Linked DNA regions of Danio rerio: regions 2 and 3 are each linked to region 1. Evidence: chromatin contacts called from public HiCAR-type and Micro-C data. All regions are on one chromosome and are shown on one strand. The core of a region is the stretch at or near the end of the contact, and the rest is flanking DNA. Distances in the headings are between cores, read along the strand shown. Region 1 holds the start of samd11 (sterile alpha motif domain containing 11). Region 2 holds the start of noc2l (NOC2-like nucleolar associated transcriptional repressor). Region 3 overlaps noc2l (NOC2-like nucleolar associated transcriptional repressor).

The links. Hi-C and Micro-C count contacts between places; a contact is called where the count stands out from the background. HiCAR-type assays count read pairs that join an accessible place to other places.
Region 2: a contact with region 1 is called in a HiCAR-type map of caudal fin, with 3 times the contacts expected there. The contact joins the promoter of noc2l here to the promoter of samd11 in region 1. A contact is called at or near these places in 3 of 18 Hi-C or Micro-C datasets (caudal fin, fibroblasts and hematopoietic stem cells) and 2 of 4 datasets of contacts at active chromatin or transcription factors (caudal fin and pancreas).
Region 3: a contact with region 1 is called in a Micro-C map of caudal fin, with 2.6 times the contacts expected there. The contact joins the enhancer-like site here to the promoter of samd11 in region 1. A contact is called at or near these places in 3 of 18 Hi-C or Micro-C datasets (caudal fin, fibroblasts and hematopoietic stem cells) and 2 of 4 datasets of contacts at active chromatin or transcription factors (caudal fin and pancreas).

Annotation. Positions count from the first base shown.
Region 1 is chr23:25,957,534-25,961,501 of GRCz12tu, reverse strand. It overlaps samd11 (sterile alpha motif domain containing 11), which reads right to left and starts at 2,306. Exons shown (of 13, transcript XM_073938975.1): 1 at 1,179-2,306. The coding sequence starts at 1,635. All of the region lies in intron 1 of LOC141380490 (a long non-coding RNA gene), which reads left to right.
Region 2 is chr23:26,116,532-26,120,499 of GRCz12tu, reverse strand. It overlaps noc2l (NOC2-like nucleolar associated transcriptional repressor), which reads left to right and starts at 2,086. Exons shown (of 19, transcript NM_001003830.2): 1 at 2,086-2,176; 2 at 3,034-3,162. The coding sequence starts at 2,157.
Region 3 is chr23:26,093,433-26,097,400 of GRCz12tu, reverse strand. All of the region lies in intron 13 of noc2l (NOC2-like nucleolar associated transcriptional repressor), which reads left to right. Among named protein-coding and RNA genes, the nearest start is that of noc2l, 23 kb to the left of the region's middle. Within about 2 kb of position 1,655, at least 7 of the 62 cell types and tissues checked have an H3K27ac peak or open chromatin away from gene starts, as enhancers often do. A contact at or near this core is called in caudal fin, where this site is marked.

The DNA.
Region 1 (3,968 bases), core at 1,057-3,556:
ACTCATCCGCAGGACACTAACGATCTCCACCAAAAGTGTCTTTAAAGGACATTCATTTTATTTACAGCAAGTGACCAAAAGTCATACCTAGAGTGCAGATGCACAAAATTAGTCTGTTAACCAAAATAAATGAACCTGAAAAGAGACTTGAAACCTTTGCAAATAAACTCAAGTGACCTGTAATACTTCAAATGAGCTGGTAAATCAGCCCAAAGTTATGCAACATACTGTAACATTACAAAATATAGTGTTTTTCAACTTTAAATCCATATATACACAATTGCAGCTTCATATGATAACGTGCCAATGTATCGTAATTCTGATGTACTGCACTTCATAACAAAAACTCAATGATATATAAATATATACTCTAATTCACTATGTTAACAATATAAAAATAGAGTCAAAAACTTAATATTATTCTAAACACAGATGTTTAGAGAGAAAGAAGGCAGATAAAGGATATAAACCTACTAAAAGTGAAAAATGAAGTTAAAATGCTGCCTTACAATTTGTGACAACCTGAATAACATTTTAACTGTACTTATCGACTACTAACCGATGAAGTAGAGAGTTATAACTTTAAAAAGTGATAAACTTAATAGACATGAGATGACCGTGACAAACTAGATTAGCCTATATGTAAATAAAGATGTCATTACGACACGGTTAATGATACAATGTAAAACACTGTTAAAGAGTAGGGATATCAGCTGAGCGTTAATACAAATGATATAAAATTTAAGTTTCAGACTTGATAACAGTGAATGCGGTTGAAATTTTAGTAAACAAAAGCTTAATCCACAACTGTTTGATAATGTGCCACGGTGACATAAACCTGATCTACTCTACTTCATTACAAAACCAGCTTTACGCGTCTAATTTATCCTCAAAAGATTTAACATGCTATTCAAAACATTGATTTTATTTAACACATACAAAATCCACGTGCGTCAAAACTATTGTTCACCTTTTTGTTCCAGCAGTGAGAATCCAAAGTCGTTCGACTCCAAGCAGAATGAGCTCTAGTTCCCAACGCACTAAAGTTACAGCAGTTGAGTAACCCACATTTCTATCCAGAAAAAAGCTCTTCTGTTAACCCAAGAAGAGGACTAAAGCTCAATTAACCCCCGTTTCAAAAGTAACATCCATGCGTGTGCACCCGGCAACTGACTTACCCTTGTGCCTGATACTGCGTTTCCAGTCTTTGGCTGTCTCTCTTCCACTGACAAACTGGAACTCGTTTGGGGTGAGCCACTCAGTCCGGTATTTGATGGAGGGCCCTTTGCTGCCCTGGCACAGTTTGTTAATGTACAGTAGTGCTTTGTTTTCCCCGCATTCCACTTCGATACAAGGCTCCCCGTTGTCGAAAAACGGCTGAAAGTCCGGGATAGACGAGAAGCTCTCCAGCATGAAGTCGTCCGGGTGGTGGTGAAGGTGCTGCTGATGCAGCGCGGTGTCGCGAAAGCCCAAGTACGCGCGCTGGTGATGGGCGAAAATGTGATCGTACGGCGGCGGATGAGGGGTCACCACGGGGATAGCGGTGGCATTTAAAGGGGCCAGGTATTCAGGCTGGTTGAAGGCGGCTAATGCCATGTCTTCTCCATCCAGTCTCTCCTTTTTGATGGCAGGCATGTTACCCGAAGCGGAGCGCCGGCAACGAGTGATTAGCAGTTCATGCGTCCCAACTTGTGTCCCTGTTCGCGGAGTTCCAGGCGCACCGGTGTGTTTACGCACGACTCCCGCGTCGCTGCCTGACAGCAGAGCGCTTAAGTTCAGCCATTCACCACTTCACTCTTCTCCTCAGTGCTCTGCTCGCATGACGGGTCTCCCCGCGCTCCTGCCCACCACATCTAATCGGACTAATGCCTGACATCTCCGCCAGATATTAGCGCTGCTGAGCGTGCTTTAATGATTGTTTATCCCGCGTTTCCTTTAAAATAATCGCTATGGCAACTCCGCTACGCTTATATCCTGCATCCACTCCGAGTTTATTTATGTCCAGGCACAACGCAGCTAGGGCTTTAACACATAAAAGCCCGTGTTTGTGTAGTGTAGATCACGTAAATGTTCAGTAGTATATGCACAGTGGGTAGGTAGTGAAACAGACTATCTTGGAGCATTTTCATATCTGACGAAGATAGAGACAATTATGCTATCTATGTGCGCCTTTTCGATTGCAAATGATGCCTGGCGCTAATGGGACTTTGGATTTTTTTCTCTCCCCTTCGTTTTTTAACCCCTAATACGTCGCTGAAGTCACGCTTTAGTTCACAGACCCAGACCAAACAAGATTTGCACTCTCCGCCGCTTCTCAAACTTGGCCCATTTAAACAGCGGAGGCAGCGCGAGCGCGAGCCCACTGAAGGGGGTCCGCGACGGACGAGCCCGCGTCACTGTTTCCAGTCACTGCAGAAAGTTCAGAGAAATAATTTCATTTAGGTTTTATTTTTCCATTCTTACACAACTATGTGGTTACATTTGTTTGGTTACTTGATTCTTTCTTGTTTAAAAAAATAAAAAACGATTGGTTGACTAATTGTACAAGCTACTCTATGCAGATAAAGGTCACTGTAAGTTATCTAACATGCAGTCCTGACCTGTAAACAGTGCATTATACATTATTTATAAAAAAGACAAAACATTTTGATACATTTCTTATTTTATTCTTGTCAGACATGTGGAGTAGATCACATTATATTAGTGTATCAATTCATGCTTCTCTTGCTGACTTGTTAGCCCATATTTTTATGGTGACAGTTGCTGGAAAGGCGATTTTAATACTTTAATCTGATATAATCTTAACCCTGTGTATAATAATAGATATTATATAATAATTGTAAGAACTTCACAGCACAAATACTTAAAGATAGAAAATGTGGCTATAAACCGTTCTGTATTTAATGAAAATAAAGCCACATATATTTTTTAAATTAATATTTTTTACGTTTTGAAAGAGATCTCTTCTGCTCCCCAAGGCTGCAATTTATTATTATGATGATGATGGTGATTATTATTATTATTAATTCATTTATTAATTTTATTTATTTATTTATTTTTTTGTTTAGTCCCAATAATAATCAGGGGTTGCCACAGCAGAATGAACCGCCAACTTATCCAGCATATGTTTTACGCAGCGGATGCCCTTCCATCTGCAACCCAACAATGGGAAATATTATTATTATTATTATTATTATTATTATTATTATTATTATTTATTTATTATTATTATTATTATTATTATTATTATTATCATTGTTCTGCTAAATACATTTTAATTTTCATTGTACTTTAATGAATACAAGCCTTTATTTGAAATACAATAATTTGCAACTTTATAAACTTTGAAGAAAAAAACAACTTCCCTTTTCTTTTTAATTTTTAAATGGTACTTTGGCACCATTATTAGGTATTATAATTGTATTATATTACAGTTTACATAAAAATAGTAAGCAGCACCTTTTTCTTCATAGTATCTTCCAGCATAAACCACGGCGAATGAAGTTCTGCACAAGACTTTTGGCCAGCGGAGAAATTAAAATGGTCGTGCCCAACTGAGTCTGGTTCTCTCAAGGTTTTTTTTCTTCACTCCCATCAGGTGAAGTTTTTTTTCCCTCTCCGCTGTCGCCACTGCCTCGCATGGTTCAGGATTGGTAGAGCTACGCATCGATGAATTTGCTCTTCAGTGTTTGAACTCTCAGTAATGATTAAATCACACTGAACTGAGCTAAACTGAACTGAACTGAACTTAAACACTAAAACCTGAACCACACTGTTCCAGTTACTGAACCACACTGTTCCAGTTACTATGACCATTTATGTAAAGCTGCTTTGACACAATCTACATTGTAAAAGCGCTATACAAATAAAGCTGAATTGAATTGAATTGAATATAATATAATATAATAATATACCAGCACATTATATATTATTGTCAAGCAAGTTTTTAATTAAACAAGTTTTAATCA
Region 2 (3,968 bases), core at 837-3,336, 160 kb before region 1:
GCTATCATGACATTACCCATCAATGTGTGGCTCATTTTGGATTCTCGGAAGCTTTAGAAATTATAAATGTAAACAGGAAGTACTTTTGGGAACATTGTTTTAGTATACATCAGGGGTCTCAAACTCAATTTACCTGGGGGCCGCAGAAGGCGAAGTCTGGGTGAGGCTGGGCCGCATAAGGGATTTCACAAAAAAAAGTCCTCAAATGTCATTATTAACAGTTTTAATTATTTCTTCTGAACATGAAGTGTCCTGAACATTAATAGAACATTGAGTGAAGATTATGAACAGTTCTTCTGAACATGGCATCTTTTGCCTACTTCTTGCTGCCAGAGACTTGACAGCGCTTCTTCTCACAAATCTGAACCACATTTGGCTTTAGAGCGGAAGCAGTTGAGACCCTCAGTATGGCTTGAAGATGATCATCATTAAGTCTAGACCTGTACTTTGACTTATTGAAGTCCTAGGGAAAAAAGTGGGGGAACTCACTCGAAACTTCCATTCCCTCACCTAAAAAAAGGCGTATATATGTATAAATAAAACACCCCCACCCCACTCCAGTCACATCAGTCTGTACCAGTCTGTATCTACCTATAATATATATTAGATGCAGGGCAGGCACGTGCACACATAGAGCTCAACCTGTGCAGAGCACATGCCCTTTTTAGTCTTGCATAGTAAGTGCCCTTCCAAAATGATCAAAAGTGCCCCCGCGACGCGACACACCCTCGGTCCCGCCCTTCAGTAGGCGCGCGATAACTCCGCTCTTGAGTACGTGCGCGACAACACAGCTGATCAAAACGCGCGCGACAACGTGCATTGAGTGACAAGCGCGCTGTGTACGGATAGAATCAGCGGAGCGGGGATCGCTCTCTCTCCCCGCTCGCTGATTCTGTCAGAGTACAGCGGTCGGCGCGGGCCACAAAATATTGCACTGAGGGCCGCAAATGGCCCGCGGGCCGCGAGTTTGAGACCCCTGGTATACATCCTTCAAAATGGCCTTATTAGGGATTGGCTGAGTAAAAAAATCAGTCCTGCAATTCCCGTCCAATCAAATTCCACAAGTAAATTGCACCATACTGAACAACCTGAAGATGGGCACTTTATAAATGCAGTAAACCGCTAGGAAGTATTAAAAGTGTCCAAGAAGATGTCCAAAATTTTTACATGCAATGACCCAGAGACTGTTTAGTTTGCATGATGAGAAGATGAAGGATGTTTACTGTATGACTGAAATCATCAAGTGGCCTTAAACAATAACTAAATGCACTACATAATGTTATGTTTTCACACACACACATACAAATTGCAAGTAAACACTTCAACATTTTAATACTCACTACTCTTGAGTACTTTCAAAAGAGCTACTTTTTACTCATGCTACTAGTAATATTTACAACAGATACTTTTACTCACACTATTTTTTAACAGTATTTTTAACTTGAGTATGATTTTTTTGGTACTCTTTCCACCACTGATATTAATATTACAGAAAACAGTTCACTGGAAGCCCTTGGGCTGTGTGCATATAGACCATTGCTTAGGTACAAAAAAGCAAACTGGAATTAAATGTTTCAATTAAATGTTGTAAATGAATCAGATTTTTAAAATGTAAATACTGTTACTCGACGGAAAGAGGATTATGCAGAGGCAAATCAAGACAAAAACTAGTGTAATTCTATTATAAATTAGATTGTTTTGTTTTTACTGTAATAAGCTTATTTTAAAATGTCAAAAAATAGTTTAGTTCATAATAAACAGTATTTTCTAGTATTTTTTAAATATATATCATTAAATAAAATAAAAAAAATACCCAATGGCAACTACATTTACCTTTGGCCCACTAGTCTTAATCAAGTTTGGTTATGGGCACTTCATACGAAAAAGTTTGGTCACCCCTGCTCTAGCTGTTGACATTTTAGGATTACCAAGAGCCACACTTTCTTCTTTAGAGTTTAAAACGTCACCAACATCTTGGTTGTGTGTAACTGTACCGGGAATTTAGCTTTTATGGGAAAACTGGCAATTTAAATAAAAAGGACCTGAGTTATCGACCCTCTGCGTTTATCGCATCGTTAAACAAAAGATCAACTGAGCTGAGTTCCCTAAAGCGTTGCATTGTGGGTATTACGTCTCAGTGCACGTTTTTATCCAGCATGGCAGGGAAAAACAAGAGGTATGTCTAATTCGTATCTATTTAATCTCGTTTAAATAGTAGCATATTATTGTTTGTGTTTCAGTACAGATAACTTGAATGTATACGGGGGTGTCAAACCCTAGTTCACTTCATAAGACGCTTCTTTGGTGAAATTTAACGGTAGCTAGCTAGTTTTAGCCACTGAAGATGGGTCAGAACTCATAGGTTTTGTATTAGTTTAGTATATACATTTTCAGTTTTGTGTCTTCAGTGTTCAGTGATTTTATTGATGCGTTTTTTTAAATCGCGTTCATGATGTATTACATTTTAATAGAAGGGAAATTATCTGAACATGCAGCATTGATAACATACTGTGTTAAAAATATGTATGCATTTGAACCTAAGAGCTCTTTTTTATTTTAAATAATTAATATATTGAAATAGGAGTAATTACAGAAGGGTTTGAACAATTTACTTTACAGATAGACCTAAATATAATCGTTTTCGTGTAAAGATGCTCATGTCATATATCATACTGACTGTAGTATTGTGCTATTATGTGTCATCTATTAAAATTAAATGTTTTATTTTAGGCATATTAAGTCTCATTTCATTTTAATCAGTTGTGATGTATTCAGTTATTCAATAAAAATATATAATAGAAGATAATTTAGTTAGAACTAATTAATATATTATTATTAATTATAAAAATATGTTTACTTTCTACAGCACTTAGTCAATCCAAAGAGTGCTAGACGAGCAAATGTAATCAAAACAAGCTAGTAAAAGATACAATCCCAAACACATAATTCCTACTATGGCCACAAATATCTAGACTAACTGTAAACAAAAAAAAGATTGGATTCTTTCATGATATCTATGTTATGTTTTTGCAGAAAGTTGGAGGATCTCAGTGTGGATGAGTTCATGTTGTCTGGGTTTGATTCTGATGAGGAAGATGACTGTGAGGATGAAGAACCCTCACCAAAGAAAGGAAAGAGCAAAACGCCTGCACTTCAGAAAACGTAAGCAAATGCTTTACATTCAGATGGTCATTCCAGTGTTCTGGGCCCAGTTTTTCAAAAGGTTTAATTCGGATAAAATTGATCCGGATTTAGTCATCCTGTTTTTGCGATCTGTGATCTCGTAATCCAGAGATAATTTTTGAGCCAGTTTTTCAAATCAACATCGGATTGGATCAATCTGTATCGGATAGGAACTTTTCAGGATCACTAAATCTGGATTACCAGTGCTCATTCAGGATAGGAAATCACAATCTATTGATACGTAAAGAGCAACAAGTAGAATAGCCAGTGTGGGGTCAATATAACTTTATTTTTATTTCAAAAGATAACACACACATTTAAAAAAAAACTTAAAACAAGAAAAACCCCAGCCCATCCTTGTACAGCAATCCGCTCATCTGAGACCTACAACACAAACACTGTACATTTGAGGATATTTAACAAGTTTCAAATATAGATGTATTGAATTAAAAAGGCCTTAATGTCAAAACCTCCACAATAATTTCAGACTTCCTCATCTGATGTGGAGAGAGCAGCTTGTCTGAGCGTAGCCTTTAGGAGTCAGATCTCAAGTCTGGCTTTTTTTTTTGCTGCAGTTTGGTCAGAGTCAGTTGTTCCTCTGCCAGACGAAGCTGTGCTTCTGCATTTTCAGTCTCAATTGCAATTGTTGAAAAGGATTTCAGAAATCAGTCATTGCCATTCTTTGCCTTTCTTTTGGTTATTCTGTAATCATTGCATGCATCACTAATAAATATTCTAAAAACAAAAATAGTTTTCATTGTGATGAATTTATCAATTAGTGACAG
Region 3 (3,968 bases), core at 406-2,905, 140 kb before region 1:
ATTTATTCTAAATAGTTACAATTAATATTAATATTATTATACAATTATTATTCTAAATAAATAACAGAAATCAATCCGAAATATTACTGGAAAACAACAACTGGAGTGATATGCCAAGATCACTTAAGAAACCTTTTGCATGAAAATTATGACAATTCTAAAGAATTATCTCTGGTTTAAGACCAGATCATGGCTGAGAAATCATGTTATGAAGTCTTACCTCCTTGACTCATTATCCCTTCTTTCTGCTTTAAAGCCATGCTTAGTGAAAGTAACATCATCATCATATTATATAAACTTTAGTCGACTTTCAAAACTCGCTGCATGCCGACACCCCTGCACAAAAGGCTGTTATGCCTATTTTGTCGGCGTGCATGCAAACAACCAACCGGGATTCACACAGGAGTGCGTGAGGCGCGCGGGAATGGTTTTCTGCGCGCATGCATCAGTTTGCTTTCACCAGTGTTGAACCTGAGGGGGAGAGCTACGTCAGTAACACCAATAATAATTTTGTGGCTGCATTTTATTTATTTATTTATTTAAATATTGGGAATTTATAAGTACATTTAAATCAATAATGTCAACAGCAAAATTATATTGGGGTGGTCAAAGGGGTGGCCACAGGGGTGACCAGAGTTTACTGAGGGGTGGCCGTGGCGGGGCGCCCCTGCGTGCACCACGTTTACGTCACTCCCAATATGTACGGAAAAAAAGAAATAATGAACTTGCACACGCAAAAGACACGACGTGAATGGCCCTTAGTTAATTCCCTCAACCACAGTTAATTCTCTGGGTCGTGCTCGTTAGCCTCAATGTACAAGCTCTAAACTGTAAACGAGTGCACAGTTTGCGTAACTGTTTAGTTGCAGAAGTTTTGTTCCATGTAGAACAATGGGGTTGAGAAACCTTTACAATTAATTAACGAATGACGAATTAAAACATAGTTAATAGTGTTAACAGGTTAAACAGATATAAAAAGAAAAGGAAACTTTAGAAAAGTTTCTAATTATTATAATTGTTGTGGTTATTATTTTTATTATTATTATTATTGTTCTTATTATTATTTTTATTATTATTCTGTTTGAGCTCATTACTACATTGTTTTACTTCATTACATTTTCAATGTTGGATAATGCTAACAGTGAAATTTAAATATGAGCTTAAATACTAGCATTAACTGTATCACATCTGTAGTGATAATATGCATGAACCTTCAGAGATTATTCTAACATGCTGCTCTTTATTGTTCTAATTTACCATGATATATTTAGTGTTCATTAATGAATAGACATACGGTTAAACATTTAATACACTACTGCTAAATGTAAATGCAATTTTTCAATCCAATCTCTTGGCCAGCAAAGATAATTCTAAATAACACGCACAAGCTCTATTTAAACTAAAACAAAGGACAATCACTTTAATGCGTGAGATGAAGGACTAGATAAAGATGGCCCCTCCTCCTGGGCCAGTAGCCTGTCATGTCTTCATGCTGACTGGCTGTAACTGGATTGAGGTTAGGAGATGAAAGCCTGAACACGCTGCTACACAGGCTAAAGCGCCGTGCGCCGTGCCGCTGCCAAGAGGATTGCCACACAAGCTGCAGGGATTATCCTGCTCTCCTGGTTGGCACGGGGAGGCTTTTCCAGTACATTCACCCAGGCCAAGACACCGCAGCCACAGGCCCCCCGAGACGCCGCTCCACCCTTGCTGTCTGGGATCTCTGTCTGACTGACTAAATCTTAAATATTTCCCAACTAGTAAGGGCAGTTAAGAGCAGGGTTTTCCCGTTTCCATTGCGGAGGAATGTGTTTGCGAAGGCTGCGGCTGTGAATTTTAGGTAGGGCAAAGGATTTAGATCCGATCCCTGCCTTAAACCGGGTCAGGATTAGTGTGAATGCTTGGATGCCAGGTGTTGAGTAGAGATGTGAATATATGCTTTGGGAGGAAGAGCTGCCAAATCTGTGTTGGGAAAAATGCCTGACTGGAAAGTTTTTCCATGTTTATAACATTCTCTGAAACAGGTGTCATGTGCAATGGACATTACTTGTGCTACTGGGACTTTATTATTCTATAAATATAAAAGGTCTGATAACTTTTTTTATATTTAAAAAAAATCTTTTCATTTCATTTTTTCATTTTTCATTTTTTTTGTAGAAACGATAGTGGTCAGAATAACAAATATTACAACAATTATTGTTTTCATAAAACAATGAAAGTAAAAAAATTATATGAAATCTGAAACATGGCACATTTTTTATTTAATGCAAAAATGGAAAGAAATAAATTTTACATTTTGAAACATTTGCAAACCTGTAATAAATAAACTTCATAGTATTAAAAACAAATACTATGAAAGTCATTTATTATAAGTTTACAACATTTTTCAAAATATCTTCTTTTGTGCTCAAAAGAACCAAAAAAATCTCAAACTGCTCAATGAGATGCCCAAACTAGGACCTGCGTGCCAAAGTTGGCCCCATGGTAACCTTGGATTTAGCCCGCGATTTCATCTGAGAAGAGAGGAAGAATGATGGGCATGGTTTAGAGATTGTCATTTTAAATCTAATGTAACCTTTTGTTTGTTTTATTGTTAAAAGCTAACTGAAATTAAATGTTTCAATTAAATATTGTAAATTAATCAGATTTAGTTTAAATGTACATACTGTCACCTGATGGATAGAGGACAATGCAGAGACTTTGGTGAGCAAATCACGAGAAAGGCAGATTCTGTGTGCGTGACTAGTGTATTCAGCATTGAACTCCACTGTTCACTTATGTTTTTATTGCAAAAATTATCATTCAGTTATAGTGCATTAGTTAAAATTATTTAAAGTAAAGTTTTTTTTATTTTTTTTAAATATTATGAAAGAAACTCAAAAATTGACCGTGGCAACTTTAATGTATTATAGTTTGGTATATTTTCCCTGGGCCAATGGCTCATAATGATATTTTTGTTTTGTTTTTTTGGCCCTTTTATACGAAAATCTTTGGGCATCCCTGCCTTGTAGTATGTTAGTTGATACACCTCTAATTGCTGCCCTGTGTAACAAAAGTCTCTTTTTTATGTTTAACTTGACTAAAAATCAGCAGTCCTAAAATACAATGCTCACAGCACCTAACAAATGTCAATAAACTCTGCAAAGATACGTCTGAAGCATGTCTATATAAACCTATAATTAAAAATAATGCTGTGTAAGGCCTGAAATAAATATACTGTCTGCAAACATTTGAACGCAGTGGTCCTAACTACCCAAGATAGATATTGTGTATTGTTAGACTACTAATATATTAGACTACTAATAAATATTTGCATTGTATTTTAAGCATTGCTGCACATGAGATTATAGCTATTGTATATGATAGTGTAAACTTTTACTTTTTTCATATGCTATTTTATCAGAATTGGTTTACATTAAACAAACGCTTTTGTCAAACAATCAGATGCATGGGAGTGAAATGAAAGGAAAAGAAATATTTAAAATTTGGAAAAGCTTTATCAAATTTTATGCAAGCTGAACTCATTGTCCTTTGTTAATGCTGTAAAATATGCATGTTCAACTGTCAAGCACTCATACAATGAGACGATGTTGATAGGCACCTCAGCTAAAATCAGTATATTAAAGTAATTCTTCACCCAAAATGAAAATTGACATTTATTCAACTTTTACATGTTTCAAACCTTTGGGTTTTTCTATTAAACACACAAAAAAAGTAAAAAAGAAAACTGGAAACCTGTAACTATTGACTTTCATAGTATCTGTTGCTCCTGCTATGGAAGTCAATGGTTACAGGGTATCAGAGTTCTTCAAAGTATTTTCTTTTGTGTTCAACAGAATAAAAAGTGATTGTATTTAAGCTTTTGGGTTAAATACCCTTTAAGTTGCCTAAACATCCACATATACATATCTAGCTATATGGTTCAGATATTTAGAGAGTCCAGATATTTATTTAGTAGTGTTTCTTGA